Linked DNA regions of Mus musculus: region 2 is linked to region 1. Evidence: chromatin contacts called from public promoter capture Hi-C data. All regions are on one chromosome and are shown on one strand. Each heading gives the region's core, a stretch centred on a gene start, on an enhancer-like site or on the middle of the called end of the contact. The rest is flanking DNA. Distances are from core to core; before and after follow the strand shown. Region 1 holds the start of BC062258 (a long non-coding RNA gene). Region 2 holds the start of Ube2u (ubiquitin-conjugating enzyme E2U (putative)).

Region 1 (4,109 bases), core at 1,265-3,764:
CCCGTGTATCTCTTGTGTGAGGTTTGTTGTGCAGTGTGACTCTGGTATTCCTTGGCTCCTGACTGCCAGGATACCTTCCCTTCAGAGCTGTAACACTTGAATTGGGGCAGTCTTTCCCCTTAGGGCTGTAACACTTGCATAAACAACAGCCCGAGGGATAATGCATGGAGGATGTATTAAGCTAATAAGTTTTAGATGGATTTGCTATGTGGCTGAAGCTAACTGCTGCATGTTCTGAGGTGAGAGAAGTACAGATCCAGTCTTAAGTGAACAGCTTCATCATACTTCCATAGACAGTTAAGACCTCGGGAAGGGCATGCATGGGTTCCGAGTCTGAGCCCAGCACTTTGTGTGATACCATTTGTTGAGTACTTTTTATTAGTACCTAGGTGAAAGCACTAATGTAAACTATATAAATCTAAAGTGGATGTTTGTAAGACTTGGAGGATTCTATGCTATATTTTCATTTTTGAGTTAGGTAATCTCAGTCACACTCACTATTCTACCTTTAACTAATTTTCTCACCTAATGAGTTTGAAAACACAACTTACTTTACAAAAATATGACTATAAGCTGTAAATTCTTAGGAAAATATTAGAAATTATGAGCAGCTGTCAGTTTCCACATAGCTACCACAGAAGCTCAATGACAGTGATTATAACCAGCTATGCTGTATACACATAAACTTCATATCCATATACCTATTAGCATTTGTTCTGAGGCAGAACTTACATATGTCAGCCAACCTCCCTGCTTGATCAAGAGACACCAATTAGCCACTGTGAAAGTATGAGTACAAGCTCAGTTCATGGGTTATCAGTATGTTCTAGTACTGCAACTGGAGAGAGGAGCTGATAATTTTAGGCTTGATAGGTTTTAAGTACAGTCTGATGACTGCATCAACTAATACTGATTTCACGTGGACTGTACTAAGCTGGGGTCATTTCAAGTCTGTATAGGTCTATGCCTCTATGGAATGTTTCTCTCTCTCTCTCTTTCCCTCTCTCTCTCTCTCTTTCTTTCTCTCTCTCTCTCTCTCTCTGGGTGTGTGTGTGTGTAGGAATACAGGCACAGTCATCATCACCACAACCTCTTTCTTGCAGAAATCCTTTTTGAAAGGTTTTACATTTGTTTAAGATGGACACTCACAGACTTAACTTTCTTAAAGGTATTTGTTTTCTTGGTATACTAAAATGACACATTTGTCAAGCAGAGACTCTTAACAAAAAAACAAAAACAAAAACAAAAAAAAACTAAGAAAGGCAGAAGAAAATATTCCTACCGAATAATCAAATCCTTTTTGACTGCCTTAGCTCTTGCTGTTTTCACAATCACTGGGTCCGCTGTCACAGTAATCCTTTGACGCCTTATAGCTGTATCTATGTTTATCTAGGCTGCCTTCAAAGTTTCCATTTCCTAGTTGTCAAACGTGATGGATGACAGACAGGCCAACCCTGGTAAGAGCCTGCCTGGCTTGTTCAGACCCAAACTGAGCTGAACTTCCTCAAGTGATGAAGGATTTTGTTTTGTTTTTCGAGACAGGGTTTCTCTGTGTAGCCCTGGCTTTCCTGGAACTCACTCTATAGACCAGGCTGGCCTCGAACTCAGAAATCTGCCTGCCTCTGCCTCCCAAGTGATGGGATTAAAGGCATGTGCCACCACCGCCCGGCGAGGAAGGATTTTATTATCGGAATTTCTCAGTGTTGTGAGCAGAAGCACGGAAAAATAAAACCCGTACTTTTGGAAGATCTAGAAACTATACACTAAACAAATCAGTTCTTCGGATATCCACAATCACTAATGAAGTAGCATGTGGCCCACAGCAAACACATAAAAAGTAGAAAGCTGAATATAACTTTGGGGTTGAGCCTGTCCTTGCAGAAAAAAAAAAAGTCGGAGGATGGCTTTTCTGTCTTTTAGACCAGCTTCTGGAATGTATACGTGACACTCTAGTCCAATCACAGTAACGTGCTGAACTCTTCGTCCTTGCACTATGATCGATAGATGAAGCTCTGCTCTCCAGTTAAAGAGCTAGTTTCTTTATATAGACCATTGGCTCAGGTAGAGATGTGTCAGTCGGGGAGACTCCGCCCCTCTCGACCCCGTGACCCGTCCCTCTTCCCAGGCAGCCGGACTTTGGCGAAGTGGGCGGGCCGTGGGCAGGCCCTGGGCCATCGTTTCCAGGGCAAGAGCAGAGCGGACCCTGAGCCCTCTGCAGCAGCCAGAGCCGCAGCCACTGTCGCCTCGCAGCCAACCGCCACCATGGTGAAGATCGTGACAGTGAAGACGCAGGCATATCCGGATCAGAAGCCGGGCACCAGCGGATTGCGGAAGCGAGTGAAGGTTTTCCAGAGCAACGCCAACTATGCGGAGAATTTCATCCAGAGCATCGTCTCTACCGTGGAGCCGGCGCTGAGGCAGGAGGCCACGCTGGTTGTGGGCGGGGACGGCCGCTTCTACATGACCGAGGCCATCCAGCTCATCGTACGCATCGCTGCAGCCAACGGGGTAAGGGACGCGCGGGCCGGGCTGAGCGTGTGCTACGTGCGGGCTTCTCTGGGCCGGCGCTTCCGTGCGCGCCACCATCCCGTCCCCGCCCCGCGCACGCTCCCTTGACCTTGGCAGTACCCCCGCCCCCACACCCCTATTCGGCTTCCCGTCCACCCCATCCCCCCACACCCCACGTTTCGCAATGGCTATGCCGGGGAAAGGTGAGCCCGCCGTGCAGACCCTGCGTGGCGCTGTGCTATTCTGGTCTGGGATTGGGGCACCTCCCGCTGACTCGAGGCCAGGTGTTGGGAGGGCCGGGGTGACCGGAGCACTCATCCCCCTGGGGCGTTAAGCCAGCGATCTGGGCCCGCAGGTGCCAAGCCTCTCTCCCTGCCCTCTGGTTGGCTTGGGAAAGGCGCTTCCTCCCCTGCCGGGCCTGCTGCCTGGGTTCAGGCTTTTGAAAAGTCCAGTCTCTGCTGGACCTGTTCCACCAAGGGGGCTGGACCTGAATTTTCATTAAAGCAATAACAATATACCCAAGGGCTCTCTTATGCAAGCTGTCCTGACAGGCCAGGAAATTAATGCAACGCCCCCAGTTCCGCCCCCTGGTTAAGAAGGTTAACTGTCTTAATTGAGCAGGTCCACTAGAGAGGTGAAACTTTTTTTTCTCCTATAAATCTGATGATTTGTAAATGTGGATTTGGAATTGGTTATTTGTTTCTACAAGATACTTTAAAAGAAGTTTTAAGGAACACGTTTTCTTTGTATATTTACAATAACATTGGACTTTCTCTCAGCTCCTCTGGGGCCCATTCCCTTCAACAATAACTTGTATTTCAACTTATTTCAAGCTGCCTTGCCAAGCACCGTGACAAACATTTCACTGGTGTGTCTCAAGAACCCTCTTGAAGCCCTATAAGGAAGACGCTATTATGGGTACTTTAAAGTCACCGAGGAGAGTACTAAAAAGCCTGGGCAGGTTAAAGAATTTACCAAAACTATAACGGGAACATTGAATCCAGCACGGACCTTCCGGTACCACTTGAGTGGCTTCTGAAAATCGAGGGACTCATAAATTGCAAGACCTTCTTTTTCCAGTTTTCAAGATCTAAACTGAGCTCTGTATGTAGACTTTCCTGGATGGGTCAGACATTGACAAACAGAGAAAGAAGTTGGGATTTGTATCTGTATGCCCAGGAGTGTTCAGACCACCACAGCTTTCCATGTGGGAGAGAGGCCGGTCAGCTCTGTGGGGAGGATCCCTTCAGCTCCACCCTTGCTCACAGGGGCCTCATTCAGCAGTCCCCTGGCCTATGCCCAGGACAGAGAATGGGTGGGGAAAAGGAAGGCTCCCAGGCAGGAGTGAGCCTTGTCGGTAGGAGCTTTTAGCATAGTGTGAGTTTTAGGGTTCAAATGGATTTCTGCCACTTTGGGAGTACTGTGGAGTGAGAAGGAAAGCGTGAAGACAACAACAGAAAGTTACTAAACATCATCACGCATTAGCCACTGGCCTGTTGCTCTTCCCTCTTTGGCCAAACTCTAATAGTTCCAGGATTCCTACACTGCCACTCGCCACCTTATCGTCGTCTAAGCCCTGCTGCTTCCGCCTCTCTGCTGAA
Region 2 (4,186 bases), core at 1,661-4,160, 550 kb after region 1:
AATTTGCAAATTTGTCTGGAATAACAAAAAACCTAGGATAGCAAAAAGTCTTCTCAAGGATAAAAGAACTTCTGGCGGAATCACCATGCCAGACCTAAAGCTTTACTACAGAGCAATTGTGATAAAAACTGCATGGTACTGGTATAGAGACAGACAAGTAGACCAATGGAATAGAATTGAACACCCAGAAATGAACCCACACACCTATGGTCACTTGATCTTCGACAAGGGAGCTAAAACCATCCAGTGGAAGAAAGACAGCATTTTCAACAATTGGTGCTGGCACAACTGGTTGTTATCGTGTAGAAGAATGCGAATCGATCCATACTTATCTCCTTGTACTAAGGTCAAATCTAAGTGGATCAAGGAACTTCACATAAAACCAGAGACACTGAAACTTATAGAGGAGAAAGTGGGGAAAAGCCTTGAAGATATGGGCACAGGGGAAAAATTCCTGAACAGAACAGCAATGGCTTGTGCTGTAAGATCGAGAATCGACAAATGGGACCTAATGAAACTCCAAAGTTTCTGCAAGGCAAAAGACACCGTCAATAAGACAAAAAGACCACCAACAGATTGGGAAAGGATCTTTACCTATCCTAAATCAGATAGGGGACTAATATCCAACATATATAAAGAACTCAAGAAGGTGGACTTCAGAAAATCAAATAACCCCATTAAAAAATGGGGCTCAGAACTGAACAAAGAATTCTCACCTGAGGAATACCGAATGGCAGAGAAGCACTTGAAAAAATGTTCAACATCCTTAATCATCAGGGAAATGCAAATCAAAACAACCCTGAGATTCCACCTCACACCAGTCAGAATGGCTAAGATCAAAAATTCAGGTGACAGCAGATGCTGGCGAGGATGTGGAGAAAGAGGAACACTCCTCCATTGTTGGTGGGAGTGCAGGCTTGTACAACCACTCTGGAAATCAGTCTGGCGGTTCATCAGAAAACTGGACATAGTACTACCGGAGGATCCAGCAATACCTCTCCTGGGCATATATCCAGAAGATGCCCCAACAGGTAAGAAGGACACATGCTCCACTATGTTCATAGCAGCCTTATTTATAATAGCCAGAAGCTGGAAAGAACCTAGATGCCCCTCAACAGAGGAATGGATACAGAAAATGTGGTACATCTACACAATGGAGTACTACTCAGCTATTAAAAAGAATGAATTTATGAAATTCCTAGCCAAATGGATGGACCTGGAGGGCATCATCCTGAGTGAGGTAACACATTCACAAAGAAACTCACACAATATGTATTCACTGATAAGTGGATATTAGCCCCAAACCTAGGATACCCAAGATATAAGATATAATTTGCTAAACACATGAAACTCAAGGAGAATGAAGACTGAAGTGTGGACACTATGCCCCTCCTTAGATTTGGGAACAAAACACCCATGGAAGGAGTTACAGAGACGGAGTTTGGAGCTGAGATGAAAGGATGGACCATGTAGAGACTGCCATAGCCAGGGATCCACCCCATAATCAGCATCCAAACGCTGACACCATTGCATACACTAGCAAGATTTTATTGAAAGGACGCAGATGTAGCTGTCTCTTGTGAGACTATGCCGGGGCCCAGCAAACACAGAAGTGGATGCTCACAGTCAGCTAATGGATGGATCATAGGGCTCCCAATGGAGGAGCTAGAGAAAGTAGCCAAGGAGCTAAAGGGATCTGCAACCCTATAGGTGGAACAACATTATGAGCTAACCAGTACCCCGGAGCTCTTGACTCTAGCTGCATATATATCAAAAGATGGCCTAGTCAGCCATCACTGGAAAGAGAGGCCCATTGGACTTGCAAACTTTATATGCCCCAGTACAGGGGAATACCAGGGCCAAAAAGGGGGAGTGGGTGGGCAGGGGAGTGGGGGTGGGTGGATATGGGGGACTTTTGGTATAGCATTGGAAATGTAAATGAGTTAAATACCTAATAAAAAATGGAAAAAAAAAAAAAAAAAAAAGATGGCCTAGCCGGCCATCACTGGAAAGAGAGGCCCATTGGACACGCAAACTGTATATGCCCCAGTACAGGGAAACGCCAGGGCCAAAAAAAAATGGGAATGGGTGGGTAGGGAAGTGTGGGGGAGGGTATGGGGGACTTTTGGGATAGCATTGGAAATGTAATTGAGGAAAATATGTAATAAAAAAAAAAGAAGACTTGCCTTGGTCATGGTGTCTGTCCACAGCAGTAAAACTGTGACTCCGACTAATATAGAAATTGGTACCAGCATAGTGGGGTATTCCTGTGACAACCTGACCATGTTTTGGGGAGGACTGTGGAAGGACTTTGGAACTTTGGGCTAAAAGATCCATTCGGTGTTAAGAGCTCTGTGAGATCAAGAGCAATGTGGCTGAATAAACCCTTTCCTCCCATATTTGCTTTGTGGTCATGATGTCTGTGCAGGAATAGAAACCCTGACTAAGACAGGGGATGAATAACTGGGGTAGAAGCCTCCCTCATTGGGAAGCAGGAATGGTTTTAGCTTTAGAAATTGGAATTCCAACTTCAGAAATTTGGGAGGTTTTTGCAAAAGGCAGTTGGGTGATGAGCTTTGGGTACCAGTCATATATTTTTGTTACCTGACAGTCAAAGAGAAAGGTTCATAGTGGACAAGCACTATTGAGAAGCTTATGATTTATAGACAAGTCCTGGGCGCAGGGAAGACCCCCTACCCCACTGGTGTCCGGGTGCACTGAGGGGTGGGTGATGTCATCCTGAATGCTGACTTCATTGGCCTTCCCACTGAAACTGTTTGTCTATTGGCTAAGAGGACCTACAGTCCGGTAGCTGATTAGATGACAACCTCGCCCCGCCTCCAGAGGACTGTTGCTTGGCAACCAGTTTGCTTTGTCCCGCTGAGCTAACATAGCCTTTACTTGTCAGGTAGAAAGAGAACTTGGCAGTGCTGCTTCGGGTTTGCATTTTTTTCCTCTTGGCCAGCCAACAACTCCGGCATCTCTCAAGTGGTCCCCAAGTTTGTCTAGGGGTGGAAGCTGAGACAGCCCAGATAGGAAAGACCCCAGTCTTCCTTCGGGAAGTTCCCGTCTGGAGGAGTCAGAAAAGAAAGTCACTGTTAAATCCTAATCTTAGCAGTTACTTGACTACGGAGTGAGTAACCGTTAACCAGGGGTCAGAGGGTGACCGGAGACCTCAGTCAGGAACTCTGCCCTGAGTAAACCAAGACAAGTAGCAACCTCAGTATGTACTCCAAAGCTTACATCTTGCTGGAAAGAGAATTCAGGGAGTTAAAACGTGACACAAGAAAGGTAAGTACAGCAGCCTGAAGGGGTCTGTTTTCATCCAGTGATGCTGTTTAAGAAGCAGGTTAGTCCGTGTTTATTCTGTAAACCATGATTTAATTACACCAACTTTTCAACTACAGTATTCTTTAATAACTACTGTTTCAAAATAATGATGTAACAATTTTAAGTACATTGTGCAGGGCAATTCCTAGTGAGCTGAAGCCGTGAGTATCAGTCTGCCAAGCATGGGCTGGCAGGTTCAGGTTGCACTCATGAATACTGTAAACTGAGTCATGTTTTGTTTGCTGACCAGCAAACGTAATGCTTAGGGAAGAGTCAGTATAGATATGTCTCCAGGGTCAGGATCCTCCGCCTCCCTCCTCTTCCTTCCCTTCTCCTCCTCTTCCTGCTGCTTCTCCTCCTCCTCCCCTTCCTTCTTTGTTTGGTTTGGTTTGTTTTGGTTTTTCGAAACAGGGTTTCTCTGTATAACTGCCCTGGCTGTCCTGGAACTCTGTTTGTAGGTCAGGCTGGCCTTGAACTCAGAGATCCTCCTGCCTCCTGCCTCCTGCCTCCTGCCTCCTGCCTCCTCCCACTACCACCCGACACACTATATCATTTTCCAATCCTTTGTTTTTAATTTTCGTGTTCTACTGCATACTTTCCAGTACTTTCTTTCTTATGTCTTTGCCTTCTAATTTTAATGCAGAAGGAAAAAAAAAAAAACTACCCTTTGTTCCAATGTCACCAGTGAAGTTATTGGCATTCATTTGTGCCATGGACTAATATATGGAAAATGAAAAATAGAGAATGAGGAGAAAGGGAAGTGGCAAAAAGCAAACTTAGAAACAAAGCCATCCATAAAAGAGTGTGTGCAGAGGTGCTAACAATAGCCTTGGTGGTGGTAGTTCATAATACAAGT

What was found. Promoter capture Hi-C pulls out the DNA fragments that hold promoters and counts their contacts.
Region 2: a promoter capture Hi-C map of hippocampal neurons shows a contact between it and region 1, with 2.6 times the contacts expected there. The contact joins the promoter of Ube2u here to the promoter of BC062258 in region 1. A contact is called at or near these places in 12 of 39 promoter capture datasets (the 3T3-L1 cell line, cranial neural crest, embryonic stem cells and 7 more), 1 of 484 Hi-C or Micro-C datasets (uterus) and 5 of 115 datasets of contacts at active chromatin or transcription factors (the 230-238 cell line, embryonic stem cells and epiblast stem cells).

The regions. Positions count from the first base shown.
Region 1 is chr4:99,927,304-99,931,412 of GRCm38.p6, forward strand. It overlaps BC062258 (a long non-coding RNA gene), which reads left to right and starts at 2,515. Exons shown (of 2, transcript XR_003955079.1): 1 at 2,515-2,711; 2 at 3,342-4,109. Pgm1 (phosphoglucomutase 1) reads left to right here and starts at 2,148. Exons shown (of 11, transcript NM_028132.3): 1 at 2,148-2,508. The coding sequence starts at 2,263.
Region 2 is chr4:100,475,957-100,480,142 of GRCm38.p6, forward strand. It overlaps Ube2u (ubiquitin-conjugating enzyme E2U (putative)), which reads left to right and starts at 2,911. Exons shown (of 10, transcript NM_001033773.4): 1 at 2,911-3,291. The coding sequence starts at 3,226.